Regions from separate parts of the Mus musculus genome. Here all the other regions are linked to region 1. A link is a contact called in public HiChIP or PLAC-seq and promoter capture Hi-C data. All regions are on one chromosome and are shown on one strand. The core of a region is the stretch at or near the end of the contact, and the rest is flanking DNA. Distances in the headings are between cores, read along the strand shown. Region 1 holds the start of Ddx39a (DEAD box helicase 39a). Region 2 holds the start of Tnpo2 (transportin 2 (importin 3, karyopherin beta 2b)). Region 3 holds the start of Syce2 (synaptonemal complex central element protein 2). Region 4 holds the start of Nfix (nuclear factor I/X). Region 5 holds the start of Junb (jun B proto-oncogene).

Evidence for each region. Promoter capture Hi-C pulls out the DNA fragments that hold promoters and counts their contacts. HiChIP or PLAC-seq counts read pairs in DNA pulled down with a chosen protein or histone mark. Capture Hi-C pulls out chosen DNA fragments and counts their contacts.
Region 2: a promoter capture Hi-C map of liver shows a contact between it and region 1, with 3 times the contacts expected there. The contact joins the promoter of Tnpo2 here to the promoter of Ddx39a in region 1. A contact is called at or near these places in 3 of 39 promoter capture datasets (cranial neural crest, liver and pre-B cells), 3 of 115 datasets of contacts at active chromatin or transcription factors (embryonic stem cells, fetal liver and pancreatic cancer cells) and 1 of 9 other capture datasets (liver).
Region 3: an H3K27ac HiChIP or PLAC-seq map of embryonic stem cells shows a contact between it and region 1, with 2.5 times the contacts expected there. The contact joins the promoter of Syce2 here to the promoter of Ddx39a in region 1. A contact is called at or near these places in 2 of 39 promoter capture datasets (hippocampal neurons and pre-B cells), 1 of 115 datasets of contacts at active chromatin or transcription factors (embryonic stem cells) and 1 of 9 other capture datasets (adipose tissue).
Region 4: a promoter capture Hi-C map of embryonic stem cells shows a contact between it and region 1. The contact joins the promoter of Nfix here to the promoter of Ddx39a in region 1. A contact is called at or near these places in 1 of 39 promoter capture datasets (embryonic stem cells) and 1 of 115 datasets of contacts at active chromatin or transcription factors (pancreatic cancer cells).
Region 5: an H3K27ac HiChIP or PLAC-seq map of microglia shows a contact between it and region 1, with 8 times the contacts expected there. The contact joins the promoter of Junb here to the promoter of Ddx39a in region 1. A contact is called at or near these places in 1 of 39 promoter capture datasets (pre-B cells), 2 of 484 Hi-C or Micro-C datasets (B cells and the C2C12 cell line), 5 of 115 datasets of contacts at active chromatin or transcription factors (astrocytes, bone marrow-derived macrophages, memory CD8 T cells and 2 more) and 2 of 9 other capture datasets (adipose tissue and liver).

The regions. Positions count from the first base shown.
Region 1 is chr8:83,713,926-83,716,625 of GRCm38.p6, reverse strand. It overlaps Ddx39a (DEAD box helicase 39a), which reads right to left and starts at 1,449. Exons shown (of 11, transcript NM_197982.3): 1 at 1,289-1,449.
Region 2 is chr8:85,035,568-85,038,267 of GRCm38.p6, reverse strand. Tnpo2 (transportin 2 (importin 3, karyopherin beta 2b)) reads right to left here and starts at 1,375. Exons shown (of 25, transcript NM_001364032.1): 1 at 1,291-1,375.
Region 3 is chr8:84,870,800-84,873,499 of GRCm38.p6, reverse strand. Syce2 (synaptonemal complex central element protein 2) reads right to left here and starts at 1,389. Exons shown (of 5, transcript NM_027954.3): 1 at 1,247-1,389; 2 at 668-780. The coding sequence starts at 1,261.
Region 4 is chr8:84,798,961-84,801,660 of GRCm38.p6, reverse strand. It overlaps Nfix (nuclear factor I/X), which reads left to right and starts at 1,293. Exons shown (of 11, transcript NM_001371053.1): 1 at 1,293-1,663. The coding sequence starts at 1,637.
Region 5 is chr8:84,977,318-84,980,017 of GRCm38.p6, reverse strand. It overlaps Junb (jun B proto-oncogene), which reads left to right and starts at 1,270. Exons shown (of 1, transcript NM_008416.3): 1 at 1,270-2,700. The coding sequence starts at 1,589. The coding sequence ends at 2,623.

The DNA.
Region 1 (2,700 bases), core at 200-2,699:
TTTGAAACTGAGTCTCATGCAGGCCCTCAAACTTGTGTGTAGCCCAGACTAGCCTCGAATTCCAGATCCTCCTGCCTCCACTTCCCAAATGCTAGAATATATTAAAAATGAATTCTAAAAAATGCCTGAGACAGGGACAGACAGATCTCTAGTTCCAGGCTAGCCTGGGCTACACAGTGAGATCTTGTTTCAACAACAACCAAAAAACTTTTAAGTTCTAAGACTGGCTAGGCAAGGTGGCCAATGTGGCTTAAGAATTAATGATGCTTTCACACGACCTGAGTTAGGTTTCTCAGTTTACATCCTTCTAACTCCAGGGTCAGTACTTCCGGCCTCCTAGAGCACCTGCACACAGGTAGTCATTCAAATATTTACACCTAAATAAAAAACTTCAAGAACAACCTCGATTTCAGGAGAACCTATCTTCTGGCCTCTCATATGTGTACTCTGTCTTTAGGCAGTACTGCTTTAAAAACATTTATTGTGCTGGTGAAAGGATAAATGTGAAGCCGGGCTTAGTGGGACACGCCTTTAATACCAGACCTCCGGGGACTGAGCCAAGTGGACCTCAGTGAGTTCGAGCCCGACCTGGTCTTCAGAGAGAGAGTTCAAGGACGACCAGGATTATGTAAAGAGATCCTGTCTCAAGAATCTAGGCACACAAAAGGTTCCGGGAACTAGTTGAGGCGCAACTCGGAGCGTATGGCCCCCCACCCCCAATACGTCAGGCCTTGCTTCAACCAGGAAAATGAAACAAGTGAACCCAGACTGTCACAGACCTAAAGTTTCAACTATAGGTCCAGGCAGACCAGAGGCAACGGGCTGAACCGGCCTCACACCGGGAAAGCGACGCCGAGTGAATGGCCACGTTCCTAAGAGGCGCGACACTGGCCTTCCGCATCAGAGTCTGGAGAAGAATCTCCTGGGCGAGCGGCGGAACAAGACGGGAAGCCGGTGACTGCAGACTCGGGACGTCTGCCCAGATAGCCTGAGTCCTCTCGCCGTGACCGAAAACGCAGTGTGGATCCGCCCGGTCCCTCAATCCCACCACGGTACACATGGGGCCTCCGAGAGCCGCCATTCCCATCACCGTCCCCGGAAGCCGACCTACTAACGGCTGGCCCGCCCCTGGCGCATGCTCAATGGAGCCCAACGGCCGCCGGCTCGAGGTGCCTAACCGTCCCGCTGCTGTGCGCCCACTCCTCCCGCTGCACCGCGCCCCGCAGCTTCCCTTTCGGCGAACCCACAGCCCCGCACCGCGGCCCCGGCCTCGGGACCCGCCACTTACCTGCCGCCCGGTTCGCCTCCGCGAGCTGCAAAGAGAGCCACCCGTCCGGTTCTACGCCGCGACCCTGGACGCGCGCTACAGTGCTTCCTGCCTGGAGCCCAACTCGAGTCTCGCTCACTGGATAGCTGGCTTATCACTCAACAGAGGAAAGGATGATGGTTGGTTTATAAGGACGCTGTCGACCGGCTATTGGGCGTACCTAGACTCAGGTTCATTGGGCAGTCGTAAAGTAGGCGTGTCCAAAGGGGGAGTGGGCTAAGCGGCGGTTCCCGCCCAGTCACGTGAGATGAGTTAAGGGCCACAGTGGATACTGCCACTTTTAGCTGGCATCCGCACGTTAATTGCGCGTGTATGTGCCCCAGCTTTTTAAAGTGTCCTTGCCTGCCTAGCTTAGAAGCCCTGACTCTTTTGTTTGGTTGTATCATTTCGAGACAGGGTTTCTCTGGGTAGCCCTGCTGTCATGGAACAACTCCATCTGTGACCAGGCTGTCCTCAAGAGATCTGCCTGCCTCTTCCTCCATGTGATTGAAGGTGTGAGTGCTGTGATTAAAAGCGTCCACCACCACGCCCAGCCCCCCTTTTTAAAAAGATTTATTTATTTTTGGTTTTCGAGACAGGGTTTCTCTGTGAAGCCCTAGCTGTCCTGGAACTCACTCTGTAGACCAGGCTGGCCTCGAACTCAGAAATCCGTCTGCCTCTGCCTCCCAAGTGCTGGGATTAAAGGCGTACACCACCAGGCCTGGCAAGATTTATTTATTATTACATCTTAGTACACTGTAGCTGTTCAGACAGCACCAGAAGAGGGCGTCAGATCTCATTACAGATGGTTGAGTCATGATGTGGTTGCTGGGATTTGAACTCAGGACCTGTGAAAGAACAGTCAGCGTTCTTAACCGCTGAGCCATCTCTCCAGCCCTTGTTTTTCTTACCCCTACATTGTACCACCACCAAAACAAAAATCCCAGGCCGTAAACTGAGCTCATAGTTCCAGAAAGCCAGCTCTTTGGGGATTGCAGAAGAAAAGCAGCTGCCTGACCCCAGATATCTGGTGATAGAAAAAGACCTTGTCTAAGGAAAACAGCTAACCCCCATTCTGCCCCTATGAAACCTTCTTCTCCCTTCCCCATCCTTAGCTATAAAATCCCCAGCCTGAAACACAATCTACATTGTCTAGATCATGGTACTGAGAGGCTACCTGCCAGATAAATAAACTCTAGATGTTAATGCTGTCTACACTCATCCTTTCTTTCCACAAACATAATTCTTTCTCTCTCTCTCTCTCTCTCTCTCTCTCTCTCTCTCTCTCTCTCTCTCAAAACAAAACAAAACAAAACAAACAAACAAACAAACAAACAAACAAAAACCAGTCAGAGTGGCACAGAACTTTAGTCCCAGTTCTCTAGAAGCAGAGA
Region 2 (2,700 bases), core at 126-2,625, 1.3 Mb before region 1:
GAGAAGCGGAGGCCTCCAATCCGCGCCTGTCCAAGTGCGGGGTCCCCGCCAGCTAAGCCATCCTCGGCCACGCAGTCGCGGGCTCGGGAGTGCGAGTGGGGGGAATATAAAAGCGGGCCATCAGGACCAGCGGCGGGGGCGCGACGGATCCACATCGAGCCTAACGAGGAACCCTCTTTCCAAAGCGATCCACGCCACCGCCGCCCCCGGTTACGGGCCTCACGGCTTCCGCCTCCCTCCAGGGCGAGGGGCCCCGCCCCAGCGGTCTTTCAGGTGAAGGCTCAGTCCACGAGGATTCCCTTCCCCAAAATCCAGCCTTCCAGCTCCACTAGATGCCAGCCGCCTCCTAGATTTCTGAGCTCCTCTAGGTCCCTAAGCGCCCAGATCTTGCTCATCCCTGCTCCCTCTTCTAAACCGGCTCTACAAGCTCAGTAGACGCCACATGGCCCCCTTTCTGACCTAGACGCGGCCCTGTGACCCTCCTTAACCAGAATACAAGCAATACCCGATAGGTTTCCAATGTCTCTTTGAATGAGAGCCAGTCAGAATCACCCAACCCACGACCAAAGCCCCCAATGCCCGCTGCCTGCCCCCAATCAGATCTGGCCAAGCTTCTCTAGCTCTTACCCTCCGCCCCAGTCAGCAGGAATTAATGCTGACGGACCTCTGGCAGCTCCCCCAATCAAATTCCCCTAAGCCCCCTCCCACCCCCTCACCCCCGATCACTTCACGTCGGAGACCCCATCCGTCCAATCCCTGCAGCTTCCCTTACAGAGTCCCGCACAAACACCCGCCCGGTGCGCTACCCTCAACGGATCCCACCACCGCCTCGCAGCCAGACTCAGCAAAGCCCTCTGGTCTCAAGTCTGACGCCCCTCCCTATTAGGACTAAACAACCTTCCCCTCTCAACTTTCAAGGCTGTCTCCCCCGAATCAGACCCAACCAAGCCCCGCCGAAACAGATCCCCACACACACCCGATCCACGCGACGTCCCCCGACGATTCCCCCAATCAGCGCCCCTCCAGCCCGACCCCAGCCGCCCCACTGGCCCGCATCTCGTGGCACCCGAACCTGCCCGGGCGCCGAGGCCCCACCCCTTGAGATCAGATCAGCTCCCCCTCCCCCGCCCGGCCCGTTCTGCCGGCCTCGAGAGCTGGCCCAACCCGGTACCCCGCCTCTCAGCCGGGCGCGACCCCGACGCCTGGGCGGCGCGCGGCGCAGGCCCAGAACCCAGGGAGGTTCGAGGCGAGCTGAAGCCAAGGGGCCCCGGCCGAGCGAGGCCCACCTACCAGGCCCCGGGAGGCAGCGGCGGCGCCTAAGTGCTGCAGCTTCTCCAGAGGCTCGCGCGGAAGGAGGGAGCCAGAGGCAGGGAATTAAAAAAAAAAAAAAAAAAAAAAAATTAAACGCGGCCGAAATGAACAATTTCGGCTTCCGTACGCCGTTCAAACTGGCCTACCAAAGCCAATCGGAGAGCGAAGCACTCACACGTGATCTGGCACAGAGTGGCCCTGGCCAAGTTGAGTCACGTGAGAGAATAAGTACCGCCTCTAGGCCTCTCTTGCCATTAGGTCCTCCCAGCGTCTCGTTTCCTTTTCCTTACTGCAGCTTTCTTCTTTCTTCTTTAACGTATATTGGTATTTTTGTCTGAACCATGTGCGCGCAGTGCCGTGGGGATCAGAAGATTGCATTGGATGCCTGTGAAGCTGGTGGTGGTGAGCCATGTGGATGCTGAAATCAAACCTGGGTCCTCTACGAGAGCCCACAGTACTCTTAACTGGCCCCAGCCCCACTGAGTTGCAGATTTTGCTGGAGCTAGAAATTTAGTAGTGCATGGGTGTTTTCGGTGTGTAATGGACCTAGGAATCCTTCAACTACAGCTAACCGTGTCCTTACTACAACTCCCTAAAATTTAAACTGTTCCGCAGTCCGGCGTGCCTCAGAACTGGATTGGGAGGGAGGGAGGGCAGGGATAGGGAATAAGGCAACAGTAGACCCCTCTGGTGCCAGGAAAGCTACATCACAAAACCCTTTGATCAAAAATAAGTTAAAATGAAGCCGGGCAGTGGCGGCGCACCCCTTTAACCCCAGCACTCCCTGATCTATGGAACTGGTTCCAGGACAGCCAAGGCTACACAGAGAAACTGGGGGAGGGGGTTAAAATGTAACTTTCTCTTTCGCTCCCCTAAACAGCACTACACCGACGTAAAGAGCAGGGCAGGCAGCTGGCGGTGCTGGATTTTACTAGAGCAACTGTCCTGTTATTGTTCAATGCTGTTTAAACACTTTTTACATGGGACTGAAAAATAACACGTGGCCATTTTTTGTTCTGTTTTTCGTGACAGGGTTTCTCTGTGTAGCTCTGGCTGTCCTGGAACTCAATCTGTAGTCCAGGCTGTCCTCGAACTGAGAATCCGCCAGCCTCTGCCTCCCAAGTGCTGGGATTCAAGGCATGCGCCACCGGATTTATGTTTGTTTTGCCTGCATTTATGTCTGCATCACGTTTCTGACGAGACAGTCAGGTGTTGAATCTCCTGGAACTAGAGCTACAAGACAGTTGTGAGCTGCCATATACGATTGCTGGCACTCAAAACCAGGGTCCTGTAGCAAAGCAACAAGTGCACTTAATCGCTGAGTCATCTTATTCAGCCCCTGGCAATAACTTCTAAAATAAAACAAGGCAGCTAAATTCGATCAGAAGA
Region 3 (2,700 bases), core at 140-2,639, 1.2 Mb before region 1:
GGAGGTAGAAGCAGGTGGGTTTCTGAGTTCGTGGCCAGCCTGGTCTACATAGTGTGTTCCAGGACAGCCAGAGTTACACAGAGAAACCCTGTCTCCAAAAAAAAAAAAAAAGAAAAAAGAAAAAGAAAGAAAAACAAAAACCAAGAGAAAATGAGTCTAAACATGAGGATTCTATGCATCCTGAAATTAAACCTTGTGGATATCAAAAGGAGACTGCCAGTACCCAGAACCAATGTGGGCACCTGTTGTTAGCATTTCCTGTAGGCTCCGCCCAAGAGTTACCTAGCAACAGCCAGGTAAGACCCTGGCTCACAGGTAAGGACTATTTGGCTCTGGTGTCTGTCTCCCCTCCCCTCCTCTCTCTCCATCTTCCCTCTCTCTCCATCTTTCCATTTCCTCCCTCTTTCGCTCTCGCTCTCTATTTTCCTCCACCTCTCCCTTCTCGCCAGTAAACTTCCTCTATATGAGGTCTGTCTCATGGCTGTCCTCACGAGGACACCTAGGCCGGGCCCGCCACGGTGCTCCACTTGTCCTCTGCGGCTTCATAAAACACCAACCTGGAAGGTGTTAAATCACCCGTGGACCAAGGCCCAGGGCAGACCACGTGGAATGACCTACGTGACCAAGGCGGGGCCCCGGAAGGGCAGCTGGGCCTGTCACTCCTCACCTCGGGGCCACTGAGCCGGGCGTCTCCTCGTGGTTCTCACTCTGCCGATGCTCTCCGCTCTCCACAATCGCCGGCGGCTCCTGGTCCTTTAACTCCACGGGAGGCGCGGCCACCTGCGAGCGCAGCCAGCTCTGAGAGGCGGGGTGGGGAAGCTCAAAAGGGACGCGCTAGCAGGGAGGCCCCGGGGTCAGGACCCTCGGGGCCGCAATGGGGGGCGCGCTAACACCTTCCCGCGGAGAGTAGTTAAAAGGAGGCCGAGTGTGGCACACGCCTCGAACCCCTCCTCAGCCTCGGGAGGCGGAGGCAGGCAACCGCTGAGGGTTCGAGGCCCGGCCTGGTCTACACCGTGTGCTGTCTTCGACCAGCTCCTGAAGCGCACCGCACCCCCTCACAGCCTCGTCCACCAGGCCCCACCGTCTCGTTAGTCAGGAAACCTCGCCTCTCCCGGCAAGAGGCGGCTCCAACCGCGGGGAACAGGGCCCGGGTTCGAATGTGTGGAGGAAGTCTCTGTTCCCCGCGGCCCTAAGCCCCGTCGCCCGCCTCCCGCCGCCCGCACACGGGAAACCGCACCGCACTCACTCCGTGGCGCTCCATTCCGTCTTTTCCCGCCTCAGCGCCCTCTGCGCACGCCACGCCCCCTGCACGCCCCGCCCCGAGCACGTGCTGAATGAAACGCGCCCTGGCCCCGCCCCCGCCCCCCCCCCCCCGGGGGCGGCGAACTCGAAGGCCCTCCGAACTGGCTCTGCCTTTTGGGCTATGCTGGTGCTATGTGGTAACAGACGGATTTGTGTTGTATGGACCGGTGGGCGTCTGAGCTCATAATGCGTAGGTGCGGGACTCGGGGTCACCTGTGGCCCTCAAGAGTTTGAGGAATTCACACTGCGTCAGAGTTCCGCCCCTTCGATCTACAGTTTGTGTGGCGGCAGTGTCTTTTTAAGACAGGGTTTCTCAGTGTTTCCCTGACTGTCCTAGAACTAGCTCTGTACATCAGACTGGCCTCAAACTCACACTCTCCTGCCTCTGCGGCTAGAGTGCTGGGATCAAAAGTATGCGCCACTAGTGCCCAGATCAAATTCTTTTGGAACAGGGTTCCACTATGTCCCAGCCTAGGACTCTGTAAACCAGGCTGACCTAGAACTCTGAGATCAGCTTGCCTCTCTGCCTTGGAATTGAAGGCAGGCACCACCTAGGAACAACCTTCATTTTATTTTATTTACATGTTATATATGATTTAAACTACTTTTGGGCACCTTCCAACTAAGGCCAGAAGAGGGCATCAGATCCCCTAGTTATAAGCCTCCTGGCATGGATTTTGAAAACCTAATTCCTGTTCCCTGATGCTCTTCATCGATGAGCTGAATTTTATTTTTGTTTTACGTTTGACCTATTTTGTGCATGCCTATGTGCCATCCACTCCGGGAGTGTGGAAGTCAGAGGACAGCCTGAACGAGTCCACAATCTCCTTCCACCGTGTGGGTCATGGAGATGCAACTCAGGTCATCAGACTAGGCAAGCACCTGTACCCACTGAGCCATCTAGAGGGATCTCTTGTGTTTAAGTGGTTTTTTAATACACATTTTTACGGGTGTGGGTGTTTTGACTGCATATATTTATTTCTATACTACGTGTGTGCATAGTGCCCATAGTGGCCAGAAAAGAGGTTCAGGTCCCCTGAGGCTGGAATTACAATTGTGAGCCACCATATGGGTGCTTAAAATTAGACTTGGTCCTCTGCAGGACAAACCAGTACTTAACCTCTGAGCCATCTTTTCAACCCTTTCTGTTTTTGCTGCTACATCCCTAGCAGCTTGGGGCCTGAAATGCTATGTGAGGGAATGAAGAAAGGACAGACACACAGTGAAACTGGGATCCGGTGGCTTCTCTAATGCTATGGCTGCAACCTGGACCCTCAGCTATTTATTAAATACAGCACAGCTAGTCTTGGTAGGAAGAATCTGGGGGTGAGCAATCCTAGCCTGCAAACACCAGGAGAGGAAGCCAGATCTGCTAGCCTTTGTACACTGGTTGATTAT
Region 4 (2,700 bases), core at 44-2,543, 1.1 Mb before region 1:
TGGGGCACAGTCTTCCCATCAACCTAGAGTCACCCAACAGTTCTCTATGTCCTACTTCAGAGTTTCCAGTACCCCCTTCCCAGCTTCTTTCTTCCCTCCCTCTCTGTGAAGACTTTTCCTTTCTCTCTCTGTTGCGAGAGAGAGAGAGAGAGAGAGAGAGAGAGAGAGAGAGAGAGAGAGAGAGAGAGAGAGAGAGTGAGAGAGAGAGAGAGAGAGAGAGTGTGTGTGTGTGTGTGTGTGTGTGTGTGTGTTTTGAAACAGGGTCTCAGTACACAGGTCAAGCCAGCCTCAAACTATGTAGCTCAGGCTGGTCTACAGCTCAGTTATAATTTTTCTCTTGGAGCTTCTGAGTGCAGGGATTGCAGACAGATGCCATATGCCAACCCACCCCACCTCATTCCCATCTGCAGTGGAAATGGGGAATCCTGGGCCTGCAATGGGCTGGAGCATCACCACAATACAAATAATGTTCCTAAGTCCCAGGACATGTGCAAAGCTATGGGAGACATATGAAGGGTAAGGGTGGTGTGTGTGTGTGTGTGCGCGCGCATGCATGCGTGTTATACTTGAGAGAGTTTTTACAGAACCTGCCAGCTGTTTTGCTATCAGGATTGTAGATCAGTGTGCCCTAGGTCTGGGGTATATCTGGCCAACTCAATGTATAACGTGTGTGTGTGTGTGTGTGTGTGTGTGTGTGTATGTACAGTGATACTTTGTGTCCTTTGTATGGGGGCTCCCATGTGTCAGTGTCACCATGTCTGGGTTGCCATAGCTGTCTTCCAAGATATTTTGGCGTGGCTGTGTGTTGGTGTGTCATTGTGTATCCAGAGTGTGACAAGGTATATATGGTTGTGTGATCGTGTGTGTCAATATTCTGCAGGAACATGTGTGGCACGTGCATGTATGTTAGTGTGGCTCTCCGCATCTGTCTGCATTGGGACGACATGTGACAGTAGGTGGTGTGTGGCTCTTGCTCGTGTCTGTGCCCGGTGTGCACCGCCGTCTGCTGCGACTCCATGAGGAATAGGCCCTGCGTTCCTTCGTGACATTTGTGCCCGTCCAAGCCCTGCTGCGTGTCAGCGTGTGTCGGCGCCCGAACGCCGGCCAGCACGTGTCGGGGCGGCCGCGTCGGTGTGCGTCCCCGCGTGTATGTGTGTGTGCGTGTGTGCGTGTGTGCATGTGTGTGCGCGCCGGCCGCGCTCACCCGCCCCGCCCGCCCCTCCCCGCGCCCCTCCTCCCGCCCGCGCCGCCCGCCCGCTCCCTCTCCCCGGAGTGCGCCGCTTCCAAACTTTGTCTAAACTTTCACTTTCACAGCGCGGCGGCGGCGGCGGCGGCGGCGGTGGCGGGCGAGGGCGAGCGGCCGAGCGGCGGCGGCATGGAGTAGACGCGCGGCGGCGGCGGCGGCGGCGGCGGACGCGAGAGGCAGCGGCGAGCGCGGCGGCGGCCCGGAGCCCGCGGGGCCGAGCCTGTGAGCGCGGAGCGGCGGCGGGCCGAGCGGGGCCGCGGGCCGGGCGGGCGCCGCGCGGCAGAGGCCGGAGCAGCGGAGCCGGAGCCCGAGCGCCAGCCAGCGCGACGCCGCCTGCCGGGCCTGCCCTCGCCGCGGCCGGCCTCCGCGCTCGCGCCCGGGCGCCCAGCGATGTACTCCCCGTACTGCCTCACCCAGGTACCGGCCGCCGCCCCCGCGCCCCGGGAGGGCCGGGCCGGGGTCCCGCAGGCGCGCGGGCAGCGGGCGGGGCGCGGGGGCGCTGCCCCGGGGCGCGCGGCAGGAGTGCGTGGAGAGGGGGCGAGGGGCGAACGCGCGCGGCGGGGTGCGGCGGACAGCGGACCCCTGCTGCTGCGCGGCGACGCGGCGTGGTGGCAGGCGCGGGCGGGCAGGGTGACACGGCGGCAGGAGGCAGAGTGGCCCCGGGGCGCGGGGGAGCACGGGCGGGCGGCGTTCCGTGCGCGCGGCGCGGCGCGGCCGCCCCGGGGTGGCAGTGGCGGGCGTGTGGGCAGCGGCTCTGCGTGCGGCTGGGGTGCCCCGGGCGGCCCGAGCGGCCCGGGCGTCTCCCCAAAGTCTTTGTTCAGGCCTCGCATGGGAGCGGGGCTGAGAAAATGGCGGGGCTCCCAAATTTCGGAGGGGCAGGGGAGGGGAGGGAGGGACGGGCGTGCTGCCAGCCCGGGCCGCGCCTCTCTGCGGATCCTGGACGTTTGCAGACGCGGCTCCCCGGCCCCAAACTTTCCTCCGTGCAAACTTTCCGGTCTCGAAGACCAGGACCGCCGCTGCGTGAACCTGGAAGTGCCCCGGGGAATCCCGGTCCGCTACCCGCAGGCGGGAAGGGCGGGAGCGGCGGCGGCCACCGCAGGTCGACCCTGTTGGGATCAGCCGTCGGGTCAGCCTCGGGCACAGCAGCGCCGACCTTGGCGTGCTTCGGGAGCGCGAGCGCGAGAACGCGTCCCGCCTCCAGCGAAGTTCCCTGCGCTATGGTGTAGCGGAGGCTCAGGCCTGGAGCGTGCCTGATCTGCCACCCCACTCTTTTTAGCCGTGACTCCAAGCTCTGAGAGGGCACCAGCCAGACCAACCCAGATCTAGAGGGGCCCTCACAGCTCTATCTGCAGGACCAGGCCAGGGCAGATGACAGATTTCGGCAGGCAGAGGGAATTTGTGGAGGTTGTCTAGCCTTGCCTGCTGGCCAGGCCTGTCTGTGGGAGCTCTCTAGG
Region 5 (2,700 bases), core at 21-2,520, 1.3 Mb before region 1:
GCTTATTAGTCGCCGATGGTTGCAGGCTGAACCATTTCTAGATGGGGGAGATCAGACTATGACTAGAAGCGTCTGTAGCTGGGTTGTGACTTCCCCAAGGGTCGCTTGCCGAGGTTCCTCTTCCCAGGCGCAGAATTTGGCAGGCCCAGGGTAGGGTGCACCATCCCCTAGGCTCACAATGACGAGACAGGGCCGGGCTCTTTCCCCCTCGGGGCTGTTGCCACACTTCCTGCCTCGGCTCTCTTTCCCTAGCCTGTTTCTAAGGAAGGGAGTGGGGTTGGGCGACCGCACCCCAGCTATCCCGCCCCATCGGCCCTCCAAAAGCTGACAGGATATCGGGCGAGCCCCGGGTGACTAAGGGAGGGCTTTGGGCTGAGGTACTGGGCATGTCAGTGCCCTAGGGACCACCTACGAGGTACAGCCTCATTCGTACAAGTCCTGGTCTCTGGGATCCTCCGAGTCATCTTCTCAGGAAGATCTCAGATACCCTCCTGTCATTGCCTTCATAGCTCGGAAGGAAGCTATGTCGTGACCATTTTAATTCTCTGCCAGAGTTCTGCAAATATCCACAATGACCCCAACCTTTGCTAGATATGTTCCCATCTTTCTACTCCGATTACCTCAGCGTCCCCAGGACCTTTGTTCTGAATATCTAAATTGACCTCCCCAAAATTCCTTCCCTTTTCCACTTATGGGGAAACCCTCAGACTCATCTATGGACTCTAGAGCCCCTACTCATTTCTTGTACAATAGGTACCTGAGCCCTGTTGTGTCTTGGCCCTTTCCTCCCAACTGACAATTCCAGTTCTTTAAGCACTTTGTACCCGGGACCTCTGGTTAATTCCTAGGCCAAATGTTAACAATTGCCCCTGTTTTGTATCTTCTCTGTTTTCTGGGGTCTTCTACTGTATTGTCAGTTCACAAGCCACAGCTACCCTGGGTCCCACGAGACTTTTCCGGGGATATCCTAAGGTATCCAATCTCCACTTGCAGTGTATCTCATAAGCACCTGGCTGTACTCCCGCAGTTCTAGCCCCTATGTGCCTCGGCCCCTCAACATCCCTTTGCTTGTGTGTCTCTGTCTCCACAGCCCCTCCCCCTGCAGCCGCGCAGAGCCACCCGGCTCGTGGCCGCTGTTTACAAGGACACGCGCTTCCTGACAGTGACGCGAGCCGCCTCCTCCCCTTCCCCACGCTCTAGGAGGGGGCCGCGGGGGCCTGGCTCCCGCGTCGGCCAATCGGAGTGCACTTCCGCAGCTGACAAATTCAGTATAAAAGCTTGGGGCTGGGGCCGAGCACTGGGGACTTTGAGGGTGGCCAGGCCAGCGTAGGATCCTGCTGGGAGCGGGGAACTGAGGGAAGCGACGCCGAGAAAGCAGGCGCACCACGGAGGGAGAGAAAATCTCCGGAAGCCCAGCAGCGCCTTTACGCACAGCTGCCAACTGGCCGCTGCTGACCGTCTCCAGCTCCCGAGGACGCGCGACCGGACACCGGGTCCTGCCACAGCCGAGGACAGCTCGCCGCTCGCCGCAGCGAGGCCCGGGGCGGCCCTTCAGGGGGACCTTTCCCAGATCGCCCAGGCCGCCCGGATGTGCACGAAAATGGAACAGCCTTTCTATCACGACGACTCTTACGCAGCGGCGGGATACGGTCGGAGCCCTGGCAGCCTGTCTCTACACGACTACAAACTCCTGAAACCCACCTTGGCGCTCAACCTGGCGGATCCCTATCGGGGTCTCAAGGGTCCTGGGGCGCGGGGTCCAGGCCCGGAGGGCAGTGGGGCAGGCAGCTACTTTTCGGGTCAGGGATCAGACACAGGCGCATCTCTGAAGCTAGCCTCCACGGAACTGGAGCGCTTGATCGTCCCCAACAGCAACGGCGTGATCACGACGACGCCCACGCCTCCGGGACAGTACTTTTACCCCCGTGGGGGTGGCAGCGGTGGAGGTACAGGGGGCGGCGTCACCGAGGAGCAGGAGGGCTTTGCGGACGGTTTTGTCAAAGCCCTGGACGACCTGCACAAGATGAACCACGTGACGCCCCCCAACGTGTCCCTGGGCGCCAGCGGGGGTCCCCAGGCCGGCCCAGGGGGCGTCTATGCTGGTCCGGAGCCGCCTCCCGTCTACACCAACCTCAGCAGTTACTCCCCAGCCTCTGCACCCTCTGGAGGCTCCGGGACCGCCGTCGGGACTGGGAGCTCATACCCGACGGCCACCATCAGCTACCTCCCACATGCACCACCCTTTGCGGGCGGCCACCCGGCACAGCTGGGCTTGAGTCGCGGCGCTTCCGCCTTTAAAGAGGAACCGCAGACCGTACCGGAGGCACGCAGCCGCGACGCCACGCCGCCTGTGTCCCCCATCAACATGGAAGACCAGGAGCGCATCAAAGTGGAGCGAAAGCGGCTGCGGAACAGGCTGGCGGCCACCAAGTGCCGGAAGCGGAAGCTGGAGCGCATCGCGCGCCTGGAGGACAAGGTGAAGACACTCAAGGCTGAGAACGCGGGGCTGTCGAGTGCTGCCGGTCTCCTACGGGAGCAAGTGGCGCAGCTCAAGCAGAAGGTCATGACCCATGTCAGCAACGGCTGCCAGTTGCTGCTAGGGGTCAAGGGACACGCCTTCTGAGAGCCTCCCTTGCCCCATACGGACACCCCCAGCCTTGAAGGCTGGGCGCCTGCCCCCCACTGGGGTGAGGGGGGCAG